Regions from separate parts of the Mus musculus genome. Here all the other regions are linked to region 4. Evidence: chromatin contacts called from public HiChIP or PLAC-seq, Micro-C and promoter capture Hi-C data. All regions are on one chromosome and are shown on one strand. The core of a region is the stretch at or near the end of the contact, and the rest is flanking DNA. Distances in the headings are between cores, read along the strand shown.

What was found. Promoter capture Hi-C pulls out the DNA fragments that hold promoters and counts their contacts. A called contact is a pair of places that touch in the nucleus more often than the background predicts. HiChIP or PLAC-seq counts read pairs in DNA pulled down with a chosen protein or histone mark. Capture Hi-C pulls out chosen DNA fragments and counts their contacts.
Region 1: a contact with region 4 is called in a FOXA1 HiChIP or PLAC-seq map of pancreatic cancer cells. The contact joins the enhancer-like site here to the promoter of Srd5a3 in region 4. A contact is called at or near these places in 4 of 39 promoter capture datasets (HPC-7-derived erythroid cells, embryonic stem cells, liver and 1 more), 1 of 484 Hi-C or Micro-C datasets (the AML12 cell line), 2 of 115 datasets of contacts at active chromatin or transcription factors (the SCID.adh cell line and pancreatic cancer cells) and 1 of 9 other capture datasets (embryonic stem cells).
Region 2: a contact with region 4 is called in an H3K27ac HiChIP or PLAC-seq map of microglia, with 5 times the contacts expected there. The contact joins the enhancer-like site here to the promoter of Srd5a3 in region 4. A contact is called at or near these places in 2 of 39 promoter capture datasets (liver and macrophages), 6 of 115 datasets of contacts at active chromatin or transcription factors (bone marrow-derived macrophages, embryonic stem cells, heart atrium and 2 more) and 4 of 9 other capture datasets (adipose tissue, embryonic stem cells, liver and 1 more).
Region 3: a contact with region 4 is called in a Micro-C map of granulosa cells, with 2.8 times the contacts expected there. The contact joins the enhancer-like site here to the promoter of Srd5a3 in region 4. A contact is called at or near these places in 1 of 39 promoter capture datasets (the C10 cell line), 15 of 484 Hi-C or Micro-C datasets (DN3 thymocytes, the G1E-ER4 cell line, Th1 cells and 9 more), 3 of 115 datasets of contacts at active chromatin or transcription factors (the HPC-7 cell line, epiblast stem cells and fetal liver) and 3 of 9 other capture datasets (adipose tissue, liver and pancreatic islet).
Region 5: a promoter capture Hi-C map of adipose tissue shows a contact between it and region 4. The contact joins the promoter of Kdr here to the promoter of Srd5a3 in region 4. A contact is called at or near these places in 2 of 39 promoter capture datasets (macrophages and neural stem cells), 3 of 484 Hi-C or Micro-C datasets (all in embryonic stem cells), 4 of 115 datasets of contacts at active chromatin or transcription factors (bone marrow-derived macrophages, embryonic stem cells and microglia) and 3 of 9 other capture datasets (adipose tissue, liver and pancreatic islet).
Region 6: a contact with region 4 is called in a promoter capture Hi-C map of embryonic stem cells, with 2.9 times the contacts expected there. The contact joins the promoter of Nmu here to the promoter of Srd5a3 in region 4. A contact is called at or near these places in 5 of 39 promoter capture datasets (embryonic stem cells and liver), 2 of 484 Hi-C or Micro-C datasets (muscle stem cells and trophoblast stem cells), 2 of 115 datasets of contacts at active chromatin or transcription factors (craniofacial prominence and embryonic stem cells) and 2 of 9 other capture datasets (adipose tissue and pancreatic islet).

Annotation. Positions count from the first base shown.
Region 1 is chr5:76,380,395-76,383,791 of GRCm38.p6, reverse strand. No RefSeq gene overlaps it. Among named protein-coding and RNA genes, the nearest start is that of Nmu, 18 kb to the right of the region's middle. Within about 2 kb of position 2,136, at least 8 of the 459 cell types and tissues checked have an H3K27ac peak or open chromatin away from gene starts, as enhancers often do. A contact at or near this core is called in pancreatic cancer cells, where this site is marked.
Region 2 is chr5:75,931,948-75,935,001 of GRCm38.p6, reverse strand. Kdr (kinase insert domain protein receptor) reads left to right here. Exons shown (of 30, transcript NM_010612.3): 30 at 384-2,175. The coding sequence ends at 579. Among named protein-coding and RNA genes, the nearest start is that of Gm32727, 44 kb to the left of the region's middle. Within about 2 kb of position 1,386, at least 91 of the 459 cell types and tissues checked have an H3K27ac peak or open chromatin away from gene starts, as enhancers often do. A contact at or near this core is called in adipose tissue, bone marrow-derived macrophages, heart atrium and 2 more, where this site is marked.
Region 3 is chr5:76,282,616-76,285,663 of GRCm38.p6, reverse strand. All of the region lies in intron 2 of Clock (circadian locomotor output cycles kaput), which reads left to right. Among named protein-coding and RNA genes, the nearest start is that of Clock, 21 kb to the left of the region's middle. Within about 2 kb of position 1,548, at least 10 of the 459 cell types and tissues checked have an H3K27ac peak or open chromatin away from gene starts, as enhancers often do. A contact at or near this core is called in granulosa cells, where this site is marked.
Region 4 is chr5:76,138,510-76,141,735 of GRCm38.p6, reverse strand. It overlaps Srd5a3 (steroid 5 alpha-reductase 3), which reads right to left and starts at 1,463. Exons shown (of 6, transcript NM_020611.4): 1 at 1,188-1,463. The coding sequence starts at 1,408.
Region 5 is chr5:75,976,973-75,979,958 of GRCm38.p6, reverse strand. It overlaps Kdr (kinase insert domain protein receptor), which reads left to right and starts at 1,504. Exons shown (of 30, transcript NM_010612.3): 1 at 1,504-1,857. The coding sequence starts at 1,791. It overlaps Gm32727 (a long non-coding RNA gene), which reads right to left and starts at 2,627. Exons shown (of 3, transcript XR_868500.2): 1 at 1,981-2,627.
Region 6 is chr5:76,361,908-76,365,308 of GRCm38.p6, reverse strand. It overlaps Nmu (neuromedin U), which reads left to right and starts at 1,532. Exons shown (of 10, transcript NM_019515.1): 1 at 1,532-1,754. The coding sequence starts at 1,637.

The sequences.
Region 1 (3,397 bases), core at 887-3,386, 240 kb before region 4:
TACTTTGACAGCTGCCCACTTGAAATTTTCAATGGCTTCTCTTCATCCCTTCCAAATAGCATCCTACTGTCTTTGAAGAGCAAACCGGCCCCTTTGCCTTGCATGAGTGGGTCTCTGCAGCCCTGCCTCTATTCTCCCAGACAGATTGTTCACAGTTGTATAGCAGCACAACCCGGCCACATTTTAAACCTCCTCTCTTTCTCTCCTGCCTGAAATTCTTGTCACTGCCCCTCACACCCTGAGCTCTCCTCCACTGTAAAGCAAGAATAACCACTCCTGCTTTGCATGCGTGCTTTATGTGATGCTAAACATTTATGATAGCCTATAACTTACCACTCGGTTCTATCTGCTTCTCTTTATTAGCCTAAGGGATGAATGGCTTTCTGGGATGAAAATGCCAAGATAAAACTGAAATATAAGGAAAGGGATTGAGTCAACAGAGAAGGCTGAGGTAGCTATCCAGACATGCCTCATTTAGACCTCAGTGAACTAAAGTGTAGGCTGGAGTCTTCCTAGTCCTTTCAACTAATCAAAACAATTTCTTCCCTTCTGGCTGACAGTGGCTTTATGTTGCTCTCAGTTTTCACTTTGTATTATTTTAACAAAAAGGAAGACATGCGCTAATTTATTACATTTAACTAATTACTTTAAGGATATGTTTATTTTGTGTGTGTGTGTGTGTGTGTGTGTGTGTGTGTGTGTGTGTGTGCACTCACCATGGTGTAGCATGGGGAGGTTTGAGCACAGCCTGTGGCTTAGCTCCATGTGGGTTCTGGGGTTTTACTAAGCTCAGGTTTTCTGTCTTGGTGTCAAGTGCTCTTACCTTTTGAGCCACAAAGGAGAAAACTGTAAGAACCCCAAGTTAATACTGTCAGCACAAAGAATTTGACATTCAGAAAGTTGAAGAATTTATTATTTTCCCTGTGAAGACCACATGATGAAAAGAATATTTCATAAAACGTTACACTGTGAAGAGAGAGAGAAAAAGAAAAGACTGCTTCTACTCTGCATCGTTTCTTTTTGTTGTTGTTGTTGTTGTTTTTGTTTTTTGAGACAGGGTTTCTCTGTGTAGCCCTGGCTGTCCTGGAACTCACTTTGTAGACCAGGCTGGCCTCGAACTCAGAAATCTTCCTGCCTCTGCCTCACGAGTGCTGGGATCAAAGGTGTGCACCACCACTGCCCGGCTTTTGCAATGTTTCTTGCTGATAAGATGGAGCTCCTACAGGGTAGACAGGTTAGCGTTTGCTGTCATGGCAAAGGAAAGGAGAGATTCTCAAGGGACCTTGCCTGCTCTGACTCGGACACTATCCACACTCCCGGGGCCGCTCTGCAATGTCTCAGTCCACCAAGTTCAAAGTCCGTGGCATTTTCACCTTTCTGAAGGAAAGTCTGAATGATGTAATGGGCAAGATGGTGACACCCCCCCCCCAGGAAAATCAGGTCCTGACTCCAATTCTGATGCTAGAAAGTTGGGTTGTTTGTTTGTTTGTTTGTTTTAGTGTAGATGGTGATATCTAAGAAATATTTTAGAAGTTGATTTGCAAGACATCTGTTCTTTACACATCTTAACACCATGTCCCCATTCTGAGCCCTTCTTTGCCTAAGTCAGATGGAGATCCACCCTGTTCTCCAGGAGAGGACAATCCTATGATTTGTGTGCCTCCGCGGGTCCTGGATGCTGTGATAAGAGCAAACTTCACTGCAGAGTCATATGTTAGTCAGTGCAAACAAATAGGTGGCAATGGTCCCATCGTTGATATAGAACTGAAATTCCTTCAGTCTAGTGACGTGGTAGCTGTGGTAAAGTGTAACATATTACTCATGCATTAGTGGGATGGTTTTGTAAATACATCCACTGCCTGCCTGTCGTGTTAAAGCATTGCACAGTTGCATATAGTATGCAATACCTGACAATAACAGATAAAACAATACTGCTTTGTATATTCACTATATCATACCTTGTATTATTTTAGAGTGAACGCCATCTACTTGCTAGAAAAAGAAAAAATAAAAGAAAGTTATTGTCACAGGCTATGTGTGTGCGTGTGTGTGTGTGTGTGTGTGTATGTGTGTGTGCCACCACAGGAGTGGCCTGCTAATTCTCATTCCCCAAATTGCAATCTTGTAAGTTTGTCTTGTGTCTAGATTAATCTTGGGTTGTTTATTCTTCCCAGCCAGGAGAGCACAGGCTGCCCCATACTACAGTCATCTACCCCAGGTCTCTGCAGAAGGGTATACAATTCTGGTCACTGTGGCAAAATTACCTAAATGATGCATCTCTCAACACATGACTCCAGGGTTAATCAAGTCATCTGTGTGCCACGGACTGTATGGCTTCAATAAACATGCCATTCATTAAGTGCGTCTCGGGGAAACTCCCAAAGTTAGATGTGTTCGCTCAATCGGTTGGTTTGTCCAGGTCATTTTTTCTTAAGGTCATAAGGATGCTTACTGTGATTTTCAAGGACAATATTTATCTATGGGTATAAGTTCTTTTTCCAGCAAGACTGGATGTTACAGTTAATCCCATTTCACAGATTACAGTTTAGGAACAGAGTGTCTTGGTCATCCTCTCTCTGGAGGCTGGCTCTTCAGAGTCTAGCTGGCCCACTTTGTATGTAAACCTTGGCAAAGTTTTCCTTGGCATATGTTTTACACGTGTGCTGCTAATGTGGGTGCTGCCATCCAGTTTGAAGGTGCAGGGGCCAACTGGGTGGGGGTTGGGTGTGGGTGTGGAATCACGGGAGGGGTGGGGGTGGAGGGATATCTCAGTGAGCTAATTGTCCCATCCACACGAGTAGAGTGTGATGCTTCAATGAGGACATTGGTTTTCTGTAGTCAGGGGGCGGGTGCTTCTCCCCCGGACAATTTTCCATGATGGATTCTGCTGACGGCAGTTGTTCTTAGCTGCGCTTCTGTATTTTTGCATAGACCACCTCTGACATCGCAATGATTCTTTTAGGAAATATTAAGGAGGAGGACTGTGGTTCAGTGATAAAGCAGTCTCTTTATCACGCACAAGACCCCAAGTTTGCTCCCTACCACCAAAGAGAAGAAAAGAGACGAGGGAGATTAATATCGTTGAAATAAATGCCCCCTCAATTTGGTCCCGAACTCTTTAAAGGCCTCTTGTAAAAATCTGACTACATTTTATACACGTGTTGATATTGTTTTTAAGTCAAATCTGTTCTTCCTCACTTTCCCTACCTGTTTTGTGCTCAGATATCGCTTGCTGGGGAAGGCTAAATAAGCCTACTCTGTGCAAGGGGTTATTTTTAAAGCTTGCATCTTCCTTACCGTAGCACTAACTGCCAGGGAAATCAAACGCATAATACAGAAGTATCCCCGCGAGTTCCCATCCAGGCCCTGGCTCCTTGTGTTTTCCCCTTATGTTGGT
Region 2 (3,054 bases), core at 137-2,636, 210 kb after region 4:
ACAAATGAACTTTTAGACCATCCCGATATCGTTTAATATCATGAAAGAGACCCTGTGACTTCTATCACTGTAGACAAACTTGTCAATCGTCAAGGCTGTAAAACTCTTCCATTGGTTGGGGGCTCTGCATACCTCAGCAGAACGGCCTTTTATCTCGTCTCAAGCTTGAAAGACTTGGACCCGAATAAGAGGACTTATCTGCGACTACTAGCTCATGCCAGTACCTGAGAGTAGACCTTGTCTGAGGCTGATTAGGGAATGAGAGAGAGGGGCTAGTGTCTCTGGAGGGGATTCTACTTCCTTGAGCTCGGGCTTTGGTGACTGTGTAAAGCAAATGAGCCGGCTTCCCTTTTTAATTCATTCGCTTGCTGTTTCTTCTACAGTGGAATGATGCCCAGTAAAAGCAGGGAGTCTGTGGCCTCGGAAGGCTCCAACCAGACCAGTGGCTACCAGTCTGGGTATCACTCAGATGACACAGACACCACCGTGTACTCCAGCGACGAGGCAGGACTTTTAAAGATGGTGGATGCTGCAGTTCACGCTGACTCAGGGACCACACTGCGCTCACCTCCTGTTTAAATGGAAGTGGTCCTGTCCCGGCTCCGCCCCCAACTCCTGGAAATCACGAGAGAGGTGCTGCTTAGATTTTCAAGTGTTGTTCTTTCCACCACCCGGAAGTAGCCACATTTGATTTTCATTTTTGGAGGAGGGACCTCAGACTGCAAGGAGCTTGTCCTCAGGGCATTTCCAGAGAAGATGCCCATGACCCAAGAATGTGTTGACTCTACTCTCTTTTCCATTCATTTAAAAGTCCTATATAATGTGCCCTGCTGTGGTCTCACTACCAGTTAAAGCAAAAGACTTTCAAACAGTGGCTCTGTCCTCCAAGAAGTGGCAACGGCACCTCTGTGAAACTGGATCGAATGGGCAATGCTTTGTGTGTTGAGGATGGGTGAGATGTCCCAGGGCCGAGTCTGTCTACCTTGGAGGCTTTGTGGAGGATGCGGGCTATGAGCCAAGTGTTAAGTGTGGGATGTGGACTGGGAGGAAGGAAGGCGCAAGCTCGCTCGGAGAGCGGTTGGAGCCTGCAGATGCATTGTGCTGGCTCTGGTGGAGGTGGGCTTGTGGCCTGTCAGGAAACGCAAAGGCGGCCGGCAGGGTTTGGTTTTGGAAGGTTTGCGTGCTCTTCACAGTCGGGTTACAGGCGAGTTCCCTGTGGCGTTTCCTACTCCTAATGAGAGTTCCTTCCGGACTCTTACGTGTCTCCTGGCCTGGCCCCAGGAAGGAAATGATGCAGCTTGCTCCTTCCTCATCTCTCAGGCTGTGCCTTAATTCAGAACACCAAAAGAGAGGAACGTCGGCAGAGGCTCCTGACGGGGCCGAAGAATTGTGAGAACAGAACAGAAACTCAGGGTTTCTGCTGGGTGGAGACCCACGTGGCTGCCCTGGTGGCAGTGTCTGAGGGTTCTCTGTCAAGTGGCGGTAAAGGCTCAGGCTGGTGTTCTTCCTCTATCTCCACTCCTGTCAGGCCCCCAAGTCCTCAGTATTTTAGCTTTGTGGCTTCCTGATGGCAGAAAAATCTTAATTGGTTGGTTTGCTCTCCAGATAATCACTAGCCAGATTTCGAAATTACTTTTTAGCCGAGGTTATGATAACATCTACTGTATCCTTTAGAATTTTAACCTATAAAACTATGTCTACTGGTTTCTGCCTGTGTGCTTATGTTAAAAAAAAAAAGAAAGAAAGAAACTGTTCTTTTCATTTGGTACCATAGTGTGAAGAGCTGGGAGCAATGACTGTTAAACATGCTATGGCACATCTATTTATAGTCTGTTATGTAGAACAAATGTAATATATTAAAACGTTATATTATATATAATGAACTTTGTACTACCCACCTTTTGTATCAGTATTATGTACCACTAGAGAGATTACAAGGCTTTCAGCAGCCGCTGTTGTTTTGTTAAAGACTTTGAGAAACTCGAAGGAATCCTTTCATGGAATATGCAGCTATATACCCTACCGTCTCTCTCATCTCAAACGGAGGAGGAGGAGGAGGAGTCAGGTATAATGTGAGTGTGTTCTACGTGTCCTTGTTCTCTGTTCTTAGGAGGAATGATTTCATCAAATGTTTATATGCTTTATAAACCAATAAACGTATTCTGAGTAAAGAGACCCAGTGTTATCATCTTATCACAACAGCTCCATGCCTCGTCTTCGTTACAATCATAATTCATACAGAAACACGTCCTTGTCACATCCCGAGCCCGTGGGATGTGTAGTTGTGTGGCCTCCCAGTGAACCTCAGATCTCTGGTGTGAGATCCTGGAGCAGATGCAGGAACACTTCACTGTCTAGCTAAGGTCAGAGTGTAAGATCCGTTATCGACATTTTGAGGGACTGCTTTTGTCTGAATACAAAGAGCAAAGCAAATCCCTGGTGCTAGCCTGGGTCTCCACCTCTAGCAATGCTGACCATGATTTTCTTGTGTTTGGGAAAGACGGTCTTCAGCCCAGGCTGGCCCCTATCTGCCTATGTAGCTAAGGATAGCACAGAGCTCCGGTTCTATTCTCTCCATCTCCACAGTGCAGATTGCAGGCATGCACTACCGTGTCTGGACTTCACTGACATGTTTTCTTAAATATAAGAGTTTGAAATGTTTATCTAATCAAATATGGCTATCTTTTTTTTTTAAAAAAATAGCTTTCAGGGTTTTATTTGCTTTTTTTATGAAGTACTTCTCCTCAAATCTAAAGTAATACCAAAATTTAGGGTTTTTTATTAGATTTTCATCCACCAGAGGTTTCTTTTCATACACAAAGTAAAGCAAGGTCTAATTTTTTATTTTTTTTGGCAAGCAGACTGTCAACATGGCAGTTCTATTTATGATGTGTGACTCTTCTCCCTGTAGTCGGAGAAATATCCAGATTTCATTACTCTTCAACCCTACCATCTTGCTAAGGCATTCTCCCCAATGTTATGATTTAAAAAGTAGCTGTGTGTGTGTATGTGTGTGTATGTGTGTGTGTGTGTATGTATGTATGTATGTGTGTC
Region 3 (3,048 bases), core at 299-2,798, 140 kb before region 4:
TAACTGAGGGCAATTTGCTTCACATTCTCCTTTATTTCCTGATTTTTCCCTTTTGACTTTCTTTTCTTGCCTACCTCACCTACCCTCCCCCCCCCAAAAAAAAAAACCAGGTACACACGCACGCACACACGCACGCACACACACACTCTGAAAATTGCCCTGTACTTCTTTAATTTTACACGGCTATACAGATGCTCTGTTCTTGCTGATGCTTGGCTTTGGAATGTACTGTTCCTCTCTGGACAAAACCATAGTTTTGTCTCTAACACATTTCCTTTCTTTCCTAGGTTTTAGGGCATACCTATGTGTACATGTATGCCCATTCTGTAGGATACTTTGTATTGCTTCATTTGTATTGCTCTCTTGGTTTCTCTCTACACTGTGATGGGCCTTTAGCTTTTTAACCCTTTGAAGTTCCCCTACACTGAAAGCTAGATACTGATGAGATCGGCATTCCCAATTTCTGTCAGATTGGAGCACCCTACTATGTTCCGTCTTTTTAAATAGTAATAATGGAGTTGCTGTAATACTTGGGTCTGGTTTGCAACTGCTCGTGTTCATGTACTTACTTTTCATTTTGGGTAAAACCCAGAAGCTGACCTTGTCAGATTACGGGATACGTGCCTTTGGAAGCTTCCGCAGGCACTCTGGTCAGTCTTAACAACTGTATGGACTTCACTCGGTATCTTCAGTCTTCTCTCTGAGCTCAGAGGCATGCTTTTTTTTTTTTTTTTTTTTTCTTACTTGTAATATGGTGGGATTTTAGTGTCCTTGTGAACTTAGACCAAATGTTATAAACGTATTTGGGGCATAGTCTGCTACTTTTCTTTGTAGCCTTCCTTATTAAAAATCTTTAAAATTTTCATGTTTATATATAAGGAAGCAGAGAATGACCTATAAGATAAACCACAGCTCAAGCTATGCACATAGATGGGGTGACCCCCAAACAGCGAAGCAGAAGCTTTAAACATTGGAACTTGCATGGGGACCACCACCCCCAGAAGGCTAACTGAGGGTCTGTGATCCGAACCTAAAGTCATAGTCCCAGGGGGCCTTACGAGAGCCTCAAGTCCTGGGGCAATGTTTGGAGTGTCTAGAATACAGGGCAAATTTTCTTGACATACAAAGAAAAAGGAAATTGTGCCACAAAATAGAGTGATAAGAAGGACCTTAAACAAGCCTTGAGTTAAAGCTAAGCACTTGATATAAGTGGAAAATGGGGGTTAGGGTTTGCTTCTAGTATTTGAAAATCGAATGAGATTTAGAATATGAATCAAATGGAATTTCAGAACTGAAAAATGTAACATGTGTAGTATAAATTCACTATATGGGTTCAGCATATAGAGATGACAGAAAGAGTAAGTGAATGTGAAGAGAATCAGTAGACTTCTCCAGACTGTGTTGTGTACATCAAGGTCAGCTTTCTAACGAAGATTCATGTTGAGATCTGCAGTCAGGCACAGCTTTCTGCTTGAGAAGTAGTGTGCACTCTGAACATCTGCATGGTCCTCACACAGTTGCTTCTTAGTGGCTGCAAAGATCAGTGTGTGTAGCTTGAGCCTTATCTGCCTGTCACACTACAGATTCAGAGGTAGCCTTGACTTGCCATTGTTTCATACTGAGTCACTTAAGACTAAGATAAAGTAATCACACACACACACACACACACACACACACACACACACACACACACACACACACAGATATAAAAAGTATAATAACATGGATATTAAAAGTATAATATAAAAAGTAATCATATATGTAGTGTGTAGTTTAAGTCAGATTTTAATGTATATGAGTACACTGTAGCTGTCTTCAGACACACCAGAAGAGGGCATCAGATCCCATTGCAGATGGTTGTGAGCCACCATGTGGTTGCTGGGAATTGAACTCAGGACCCCTGGAAAAGCAGTCAGTGCTCCTAACTGCTAAATCATCTCTCCAGCCCTAAGTCTTATAGCTTAATAAGTGTTAATTTTGTCTTAAGTACAAATAAGTGTAGTAGTTATTTTAGTAAAAAGAAAATATTTTATGGCCTATGTTTTCTAAATAGTCTGTGGTCAGAGTGTTTGAGTTAGTCAGATGGTTGTGAATGTGCTTGGTCTACTTAGTTGTACAAAAGTGACTTGGCAGTTAACAGGTTTTAATAATTCAAAACAACTGTCCTTTAAAAAAATTAATTAATTTTATATCCCTACTGAAGTTTCCCCTCCTTCTTCTCTTTCCAGTCCCTTCCCCCTCCCACATTTCCCTTCCCTCAAATCTACTCCTCCTCTTCAGAAAAGGGCAAGCCTCCCATGGACATCAACCAGCCATGGCATATCCAATTGTTGCTGTAAGACTGGGCACATCCTATCCTATTAAAGCTAGATGAGGCAGCCCAGTAAGTATCAGAAGTCAGAGACAGCTCTTGCTCTCAATGTGAGGAGTCCCACAGGAAGACCAAGCTACACAACTGTAATGTGTAGAGGGCCTAGGTCAGTCTCAGGCAGGCTTCCTGGTTGATGGTTCAGTCTCTCTGAGCCCCTGTGAGCCCAGGTTAGCTAGCTGATTCTGTGTTGTGTCCTTGACAGGTCCCCCACCCCCACCCCTCCTACAATCCTTTCTCCTCCTCTTCTACAGGATTTCCAAAACTGTCTAGTGTCTGGATGTAGCTTTCTGCATTTGTTTCTATCACAGTTGTCCTTTTAATGAAGTAATTATACTGCAAGAACCCCAGAACTATTCAAGCCTCGAAAAGGAGATTATTTATTTTGGGTGACATTTTAAGTATAGTCTCATTGATGGGATGGATAAAAAGAAATATTCATTATTAAGTTATTAAGTTAAGTGTGTGTTAGTTTGTTTTAGCAGCCCTGTGAAAATGCTGTGTGGTGTGGTATGTGCTTCTTTAATTTTCACTTGCAACATGGAGTTGTGTATCTGTGGTTTTTTTTCTTATGCAGAGTTACTGAAGGTCATTTTCATGCAAATATGCAATGTACATTGAGTAAATATATACATATATATGTATATATTGCATGTTTACACACACACACACACACTTAC
Region 4 (3,226 bases), core at 214-2,713:
CACCTGAACACCTTGGGAAGTTCTGCTCTGAGTTCTGGAAGAAGGAAAGAATAATTATTTCACAATACTGTTAAGAATTAGAAGAAGCCCAGAGTACCAAGTGTTACCGGGATGAATACAGGGAAGGCCCACCTCTTTCTTGGCTGTCACACAAAGGCAGACTTGAGTGTAGCAGCTGAGGAGTCCCATCCAGAGAGACTGAGTATAAGTGATTTTTAAGTGTGCTTTGAACTCTGGGGACACTAGAACCTCTCTCAAAAGTCAGAAAATAAATTGCTATATAGCATAAGGGATATAGGCCAATCAAACCCGAGGATAAGAGGACGGTAGGATGGTCTTAAAATTGGGCCTCTAAGGAAGAGTTCTTCCGGGTCTTAATCTCTTTACCATTCATTCTTCACAATGACATGGTACTCTGCTCTCACACTAACCCCCTGAAAGACCCCCTCCAACAGTCAGGACATAGCTGGGGCCAGTTGATAGCCCCACCGCCATCTGCAGAGGTGGGCAACGGCTACAGATTTCTAAAGCAATCTAGATGAATCCGTCAGAACCCATCACATTCCTTCCAATTCAATTCTAAATGCAAATGCGTGATGAATTTCATAAAAAAAAATGACACAGCTTTATTATCTAGAATACTGTGTTAAGATGACTTCTCCATCTACATACTGAATTCATCGTGGAGTTAAAAAAAAAAAAAAAAGAAAGAAAGAAAGAAAAGGAAAGGAAAGCCATGTGGCGGGTCTCACATATTCTCAGCGGAGTCCATATGTACCCCGGAAGATTTTAGTATTTCACAACTTGGTTACTGAGCCTTCCGGGATGGGTTGGGGCAGGGCATACTGGGCTAGTTTGCCAGAGCACCTGTGGAGATGCAGGTTAGTGATGTCTGCACAGCCCCAGGGGAGCACACTCTGGACTTCTTTCTTGACTGTGACAGATCGGGCTGAGAACTGCGGAAATCGAGGAAGAACTTGCCTCCAAGTCCATGAATTTCCACGACCTCAAGTTCTGGGGAGGGGAAGCGGAAAACTGGGGGTAAAGAAGTCAGGGCGGCTCCCTGGGGGCCGGGCCAACTTGAGATGCTCTGTCATTTCCGGGGACGGCTCGGGGACAGCCCCTGGCTCACGTGCCTGCGCCGCCTCTGTTGCCCCCTGCCGGGCGCGCCCCGCCACCGACGTTACCTCTTGGGGACATCGAAGGCCCTGCAGACGGCGGGGCGCCGCGAGCCGGACTGCTTGGTCTTCCCGTAGCGGAGCAGGTCCTGGAAGAGCGCGCAGCTCGGCAGCAGCCTGGCGGGCGCCAGCTGCAGCAGCAGCGCGAACAGGAAGGCGGCGGCCAGCGCCAGCCACAGCGTCCGCAGGGGGTTCAGGGCCGAGAGCTCAAACCCGGCCCACCCAGCCATAGCCCGGGAGCCGGCTACAGATGCGCGCCGCCGCGCCGCCCTCCTTCTCTCACCCCCTCCCTCCCTCCCGCCTCGGCGGCGCGCTTGGCGGTGACGCGGCTCCTGGGCGGGACGCGCGGCCCCGCCCCTGGCTAGGCGCTCAGGAGCTGGGTTGTGCTCCTGCTCACCTGGTTTGAGCAGGCTGCGCTTTAGACTTGTACTGCCTCTAATCTAATTCCGAGATGCAACTCCAACTTGAAGTTCTGCAGGAGCATGCGAGACCACGTGCTACAGTCCAAGTCTTGTAGAGATACGTTACACCTATTTATTAAGTGGAGTGGAGCTATGCCAAGAGGTGTGGGTGGGAGCCCAAGACAGCTTGGGGGGAATTGGTTCTCTCCTTCCACCATGTGGCGCTTCGGGGATCCTATTCTAGAGGTCAGGTTCTCACCAGCCTGTGTAAGTTTCTATAAACTTTGACTGCGGGATTACTGCTGCGAAAAAGTGTGAAGAGAAATTTTGGTTGAAGTACAGGCTGAATTCTTGGCTGGGTCCCTAGAGGGGGCCCCCAGGAGTCAAGATGCGAAGGATCTTAATACCACGCTGGTCTACCAGAAGCACCAGATTCATTAGCATACTCCAGATGGGGATCGCTGTAAATTCAGGGATGACCTCTGGAAAGACCTCGGTGAGGGAATTCTACACTTTGTCAACTGTAGGCTGGAGCTGCTCCGGCAAACTCTGGATTTTGGAGTGGAAAAGCAGAGTAATGCCCTCAATGGACCTACGTTTTTCACCCATCTGCTCCATGGACAAAGTGTTTAACTAGCTGTGTCTGCTGCCTTTATGGCTAGGAATGAAAAGATTTGGAAGACCTTTATGCACTCATTGGCTCGAGTCCATGGGGCAGTGGGGGTGAGGGGGAAGGCAAGGTATGAGACAGCAAATCTCCAAAAACCTCCCTCCACGGATCTGGCTCAGATGCTGTCTTTCAGGCATCAGTGGAAAACACCATCACGTGTTAGATGAAGGCCTGGTTCCCTGTTGACAGCTGCTTAGTGGTATTTCAGGCTATCGGGTCCTTGAGTAATGCAGGCTACTCAGAAAGGAGGAAGCAAATGGGATCCAATTGTGTACCCCTATAATACAAGTCTTTATCACAGCCTTGCTTTCAACAGAAAAATGACTACACCCCTAAATCTGCCTTGATGCGTTTAGCCAAATTATGGTACACTCCCATTTTCTCTCTTAAAAAAAAAAAAGAAAAGATTACAGAGTGGGGGAAAAAAAGAATACTTTTATTTATAGATTGTATGTGTGTGTGTATGTGTGACTGGCCCATCCATGTCAATAATCATTAATAATATAGTTAAGCTTCCTCTCCTCAGTTATATAACTCTGGCCTGTGTCAAGTTGACAAAACTAACAAAAGCAACCAGGACATTCGAGTTCCTGCTCCAGCCTCCTGCTATCGTGCCTCCCCTGACAACACGGGCCCTTCCTCTGGAACTGTGAGCCAACACGTTCTTCTGTAAGTTGTTCTTGATCATTGTTTTGTATCACAGCAACAACAAAAAGATATTGTTACTAATACAGAGTCTCAGCAAGAGCAGTATTTATCTTAGCAATTGAGCCATCTCCCCGCCTCCCACTAACACCGTATCAGCAGAATGCCATGTGGCTGTTGGTAGGTAACTATGGAGACTGAGCACACAGAAAGCAGTCAATGAAACCGTTGTGTGACAACGCTTTCCCCGGGGAGACATACACACATCTACTGACCCCAGATAGGAAGCTCCTGATGGACACACACTGATGCCACCACAGTCTGAGTCCGTG
Region 5 (2,986 bases), core at 255-2,754, 160 kb after region 4:
GCTGTCGATAGGTACACCAAGCAGCCTTCATACGGAGTTTTCATTCGTGAGGAGCTGAATATACAACAAAGCTAAATGTGAGCAGACCAGGCATGCCTCTGCTAAATGAGGATGCCCACACCAAACATGCCCAAGATCTTCAAGTATAATTTTATTATATAGATTCGCTATGTGTTGACATGTTTTTATAGTGAACCTGGATTTTACAAACCCTCCTGGTTTGCCACCTGCTTCTGGCACCATACTTGAGGCTTAGGCACGTGATAAAGGAGCATGCCTGTTTCCCCCCTTATTTTTTTTAAAGAAAAGCACCATGTTACATCATTAATCATGCATATCAGTGTAGTTTAGATCCGATGTAGAGACAATAATCTTATCTCTTTGTCTGGCTGAAAGACTGTCCTTTAAACTATCATTCTAAATGCATTTGGTTTTTGCCAGGAGTAAAACATGTCACAAGATATTTGTTGTCATTTCCCAGGCGTGGAAGGAAAGGAATGGAAAGAAAACGAGGGGTGAAGGCTGCTGTTCCTCTCTAGTCGCTACTTGAAGTCTACATAGCTGGGGGGGGGGGGGGGACTGTTCACATGGGACCGGTTTCCTCTTTGTTCCTACACTGGCGCCTCTGGCAAGAAACTCTCCCTTCTCTTCCCCCCAAGCATATCTTGGCTGAAAGGTCAGCTCTGAAAAGGGGCCTGGCCAAAGTTACTGTAGGGGACCGTGGTCATGGAACTGGGTAGACAAAAGCACTCTAGCAGCCACTGGAGAAGGACCGGGGGCTCTTCTCTGTGCATTTGCCCTGGAGCCCTGACCACCGCCAGCTCCCTGCATCTCCTTGCTATGGGTTTTCTGGACCGAGCCAGGCAGGAGTTCACAACCGAAATGTCTTCTAGGGCTAATCAGGTAACTTCGGACGATTTAAAGTTGCCAGATGGACGAGAAAACAGTAGAGGCGTTGGCAACCTGGATAAGCGCCTATCTTCTAATTAAAACATTCAGACGGGGCGGGGGATGCGGTGGCCAAAGCACCATAAAACAAAACTTCCAAGTACTGACCAACTCACTGCAAGTTTGTGCCCCGAGTACATCTAGGTTCAGGGGTTCTTGTCTTCATGCTCCCAACTGCGGGCGGATTTTTGGTCCCTTGGGACTTTCAGTGCAGCGGCGAAGAGAGTTCTGCACTTGCAGGCTCCTAATGAGGGCGCAGTGGGCCTCGTGTTTCTGGTGATGCTTCCCAGGTTGCTGGGGGCAGCAAGTGTCTCAGAGCCCATTACTGGCTACATTTTACTTCCACCAGAAACCGAGCTGCGTCCAGATTTGCTCTCAGATGCGACTTGCCGCCCGGCACAGTTCCGGGGTAGTGGGGGAGTGGGCGTGGGAAACCGGGAAACCCAAACCTGGTATCCAGTGGGGGGCGTGGCCGGACGCAGGGAGTCCCCACCCCTCCCGGTAATGACCCCGCCCCCATTCGCTAGTGTGTAGCCGGCGCTCTCTTTCTGCCCTGAGTCCTCAGGACCCCAAGAGAGTAAGCTGTGTTTCCTTAGATCGCGCGGACCGCTACCCGGCAGGACTGAAAGCCCAGACTGTGTCCCGCAGCCGGGATAACCTGGCTGACCCGATTCCGCGGACACCGCTGCAGCCGCGGCTGGAGCCAGGGCGCCGGTGCCCCGCGCTCTCCCCGGTCTTGCGCTGCGGGGGCGCATACCGCCTCTGTGACTTCTTTGCGGGCCAGGGACGGAGAAGGAGTCTGTGCCTGAGAACTGGGCTCTGTGCCCAGCGCGAGGTGCAGGATGGAGAGCAAGGCGCTGCTAGCTGTCGCTCTGTGGTTCTGCGTGGAGACCCGAGCCGCCTCTGTGGGTAAGAAGCCCACTCTTTAGTAGTAAGGCGGAGAAGTAGGGTGCGGGCGGAGAGTGGGAATAGAAGAGGACCTAACTCGTAGAGCTCTAGAGACCCTCCTCCCTTGGGTGTTCTTTCACTTACCAATGGGGAAACTGAGGTTCAAAGACTCTTCCGAAATGACTCAGCCAGGATTCTACTCTCCCCCGGGCATCGGTTGGAGCGTGTCCTGCGGAGCCGTCACAGCCCCTGGCGCTAGGTAGGCAGGAGTGGAAAGGCGGCCTGAGCCGGGGCAGGAGATGCTCCCACTGGCAGGAACAGGCGGTCAAACGCTGGGAAGCCAGCTCAAGCCAAGCGGCCCGGCTGGCATCAATCACTCCGTGCTGTTGCCCACCGCCCTAGTGTGGGGCAGGGAATCCGCCTCTGGCTCCGCTCCCCTTTAGCTCCAGCGTGTAAGCGCACGGACTATGTGAGGTGAGGTCTCTTCATAGAGCAACACTTTCCTCCCTCAACTTTCTTTGATGCAGAATGCTATTTTTGCTGGTAGGAGGAAGACGCGGCTTTCTCTTCTGTGACAGCTTCTCCAGGTGTATTAAACTAAATAACTCTCCACTTACCGACTCCAAAGCGCTGGTCCTGGGGTAAACTCTGAAAGTCTCAGAAACTCTTGAGCTTGGCACCTAGTTATAGGTCACTTTTCTTGTTTTAAAATGCCCTCTGCTTCAAGGTTAGGCCCACACTCGCTCTTGGGCTTTTGTGCAATAATTTCCCTTCCCTTCCCTTCCCTTCCCTTCCCTTCCCTTCCCTTCCCTTCCCTTCCCTTCCCTTCCCTTTCCCTCTTCCTTTTCCTCCTCCTCTTCCTCCTCTATTTCTCTGTCATTTCCTTTTTGAAGCCACAGTTTGCAGATTTCCAATCTCCACCCATTGGAGAATGGAGAATCAGGAAAAAAGAAGTCAATTCTGCAGAAACATTCCTTGCGCCCTAAGAGAATCGCATGGCTTAAAAGCATTGGCACTGACATACGGCGCCAAGATCGCCTGTCTAGAGCTATTGAGTTTTCCTCATAATGACTTGGTTCATCAGGCTAGCTCCACCACGAGTGCCCTCTTGTTCCTGAGAAGGCCGCACTCTCCCCCTTTCTGGGAAGAG
Region 6 (3,401 bases), core at 283-2,782, 220 kb before region 4:
TCTAATGGTTTCTTGTATAAAATTAACTTAAAAATAGTAATGGTATTCTTTTAATTGATCTTCAGGGTTTCATTCCTACTACTCTCTGTATTTCCAGTAGCAGCCCATTCTCCCTAGAACTGCGCAGCTCTTGGGTATGATTTGGCAGTACCTTACCTTTAGTTCCCTAAAGGTAAATGCTCCTCCTACTAAACTGTGATTCCCTCAAAGTACCTGTCTTGCTTATGTTATAGTGGGTCACACATTCATGCCAGATGCCAGGAAACCGAGGCGAGGAAGAAACCTATGTCCGTGCTCCTTCCCAGGCTAGGTTGTCTGAAGAAAGATAGCAACAGTGCACTCATATACATAAAATAAATAAATAAATCTAAAAAAGAGAAAAGAAGGAAGGAAGGAAGGAAGGAAGGAAGGAAGGAAGGAAGGAAGGAAGGAAGGAAGAAAAAGATGGAAGGAAGGGAAGAAAGAAAGAGAGAAAGGTTGCTAGGAATTGAACTCAGGACCTCAGGAAGAGCACTGACTGCTCTTAGCCGCTGAGCATCATTCCAGCCCCCTCTTTCTTTCTTTCTTTCTTTCTTTCTTTCTTTCTTTCTTTCTTTCTTTCTTTCTTAAAAAGAACTTTACACTGCAGATATGTCATGAATATTAAATGAAATTGCACGAGAAAGTCCGTGGCTACATGACCCCAAGATGCCCCGTTCAAAAACAGCAATGTGCTTCCGTCCTGCCCTTTCCTCCGAGCTCCTCGCCTTTCAAAAGGAGGTTAAACAAGATCAGATGCCCTTTTTTTCTGCAGAAGGAAATTAGAATTGTATTTCTCAGTGTCCTGTTAAGAGGTTGGTTCCTGGAGTGTGGGAATAGCGGAAGTGAGGTTCCAAAGTAAATTAGAGAGAAGAGCATCCTTCGGGCAGAATGGCCACCTGAGCCTTGGGTGCCCCACCTTCTAACCTCTGCAACTGCACCCAATCCCAAGCCCTCCCCATTCCTCAGCACCATTTTACTGCGTCTCTAGGAATGGATTCGGACTTTGCAGGCATTTGGAGGTTTAGATGGTATCATCTTCACCCACATTGTGGTGGAAGTAGCATCACTCTGATGCCCTGGGCATTGGGCGTTGTGTTTCCCAGGGAAAGAAGAGAAGTGTGCCTAGACAGCAGGGGGACAAATGGGCCGGCTGGGTATACTGTGGCATCTCAGGCGACACAAGGGAGAGTGTGGCCACCTCTTCCAACTTGACCACCCTGATCTCAGGCTCTGGGAGGCTGCTACCCCCTCCGGCTCCCACCCAAGTCCTTCCACAGGTGGGAGTGGACCGCCATGGTTTAATTCCATTCTCCAGCTCAGAGCCAACTGCGTGGTGTCCTGAGTCAGACACTCGGCCAGGGAGCGCGTGTCCTGCGGGGGCGGCAGCAGGTCCGGGTGACGCCAGGGAGCCAGGGGCGGCGAGGTCACGCGTGAAGACCACGCCAGCCCAGCCCACGTGTGCGCCAGATTTAAAAGTTGGTGGCGCGCGGAGATGGTCACTTTGGTGTCTGAGCTCAGCAAGAGGAGGCGCACAGGACACGCTGAGGGACAGCTAAAACACCCGCACAACACAGGGTACCAGGTCCCCAGTCCAGAGCCGCTTGGAGGGAAGGAGATGTCGCGAGCAGCGGGTCACCGTCCAGGGCTGTCCGCAGGACAATTGGCTGCTGCAACCGCATCTCCTCTCCTGTCACTGCTGCTGCTGCTCGCCTGCTGTGCAGACGCTTGCAAAGGTAAGATGCCGCCCTCCCCCACCCCCATCCCCCCAACCACTACCACCTCACGGGACCCCCTCAGGCTGCCACTGCACCGATTTCTCTCCTCTACCTTCCTTGCTTCTTCTCTGGGCTTCTAGAATCCACTTTCCACTGAAGCCAGGATCTGGCCCAGGACTGCAGACGTCTCCGGCTGAGGAAGGTGCAGGGCGGGCTGCAGACTCCATAACGGGAGTTTAAAAAAATTAAAAACATTTTCCCTTTCATTGCAGTTATTGGAGGGACTGATGGTTGAAACAAAGGTTCGCTGCTCCCCTTGCTGAGGCAAGATAAAGTTGTGCTGCACTGCACCTCCTGGGAGGCGGGCTGTTGAGTTACAAAGTGGAGCAGAGACCCGGGCTTACAGGTTTTCAGGATTAGAGTTCTCATCACAGAAAGTTGAAGGAAGCACTTGAGGCTAATCCGGGTTTCCAGTGATGGGCACTTAAAGCTGGCAAGGCAGGTGGGATTTGATGGCAACAGGGACCTCCCGAATGTGGCTCCCAGGAAACAAGAAAAGCAAGACCAGGGAGGGAGGTCCAGATGAGTGGCAGAGCAAATTGTATCCTTTGATTCTGTCAAGGACATTTAGTTACCAGGTAACCTGGTTGGGGGCGGGGGGGGGGGGCTGTCATTCCTGCTTTCTGAGGGTCCTTTAAATTCTAAACACTACCTTGTTACAAATGTGAATTCTCCGATTGCTGCCCAGGTCAGTAGGCTGTTCATTTTTTAGAAATGTTGAGGATTTAAAACATCACAAACCGCAGAGAACTGTGGAAGCTCATAGATGAGCCAGCCCTCAATTAGAGCTGGACAGAGACGAGTATTCTTTTCCTGGCCTGTCTTTGTTGCCTTCATTTCATCATTTTAATTTTTGTTCCTGAGACATTGAAGGAGAACAGGCTCCCTTGTCTGAAAGCCTGTTCAAAAGAGACGGTGGCAGGGACAGTATGATAGCCCATCTGATAAAGGTGCCTACTACCAAGCATGAAGACCAAAGTTTAAGGCTGGGTGTGGTGGCGCACACCTTTAATCCCAGCACGTGGAAGGCAGAGGCAGATGGATCTCTGTGAGTTCCAGGCCAGCTTGGTCTACAAAGTGAGTCCAGGACAGTCAGGGTTACACAGAGAAACCCTGTCTCAAAAGAGAGAGAGAGAGAGAGAGAGAGAGAGAGAGAGAGAGAGAGAGAGAGAGAGAGAGAGAGAGAAGAAAGAAAAAACAAAGAAAAGAAAAGAGAACTTGAGCTCAATGCCCAGGGCTCACAGTTGTCCTCTGAAATAAAGAAAAAACAAATTGCAAGGTGGCAACCACACAGTAGCATATTATTCTTGTGTAGTAGTGATTCACCATGATTTATACAAGCTAAATTATCCTTTTCTCTTTTAAATACTTCATTAGAAATATTAGAATGATAATTTCATTTACCTTCTTAAGGAAGAAAATAATTATAAGGGTTCTTTGTTTTCTTTTTAAAGAATTCAGATGCAACTCTTTGAATATCATTAAAATTCTTTATTGTGATCATAAAAAAATAAAAAGAAGTCAGGTTTATTTACTATATTGCTAAGAGATCAGCAGCCAGGCAATAGTAGATAACTCCCTGTAGCCAGATAGCCATAGTCTTTA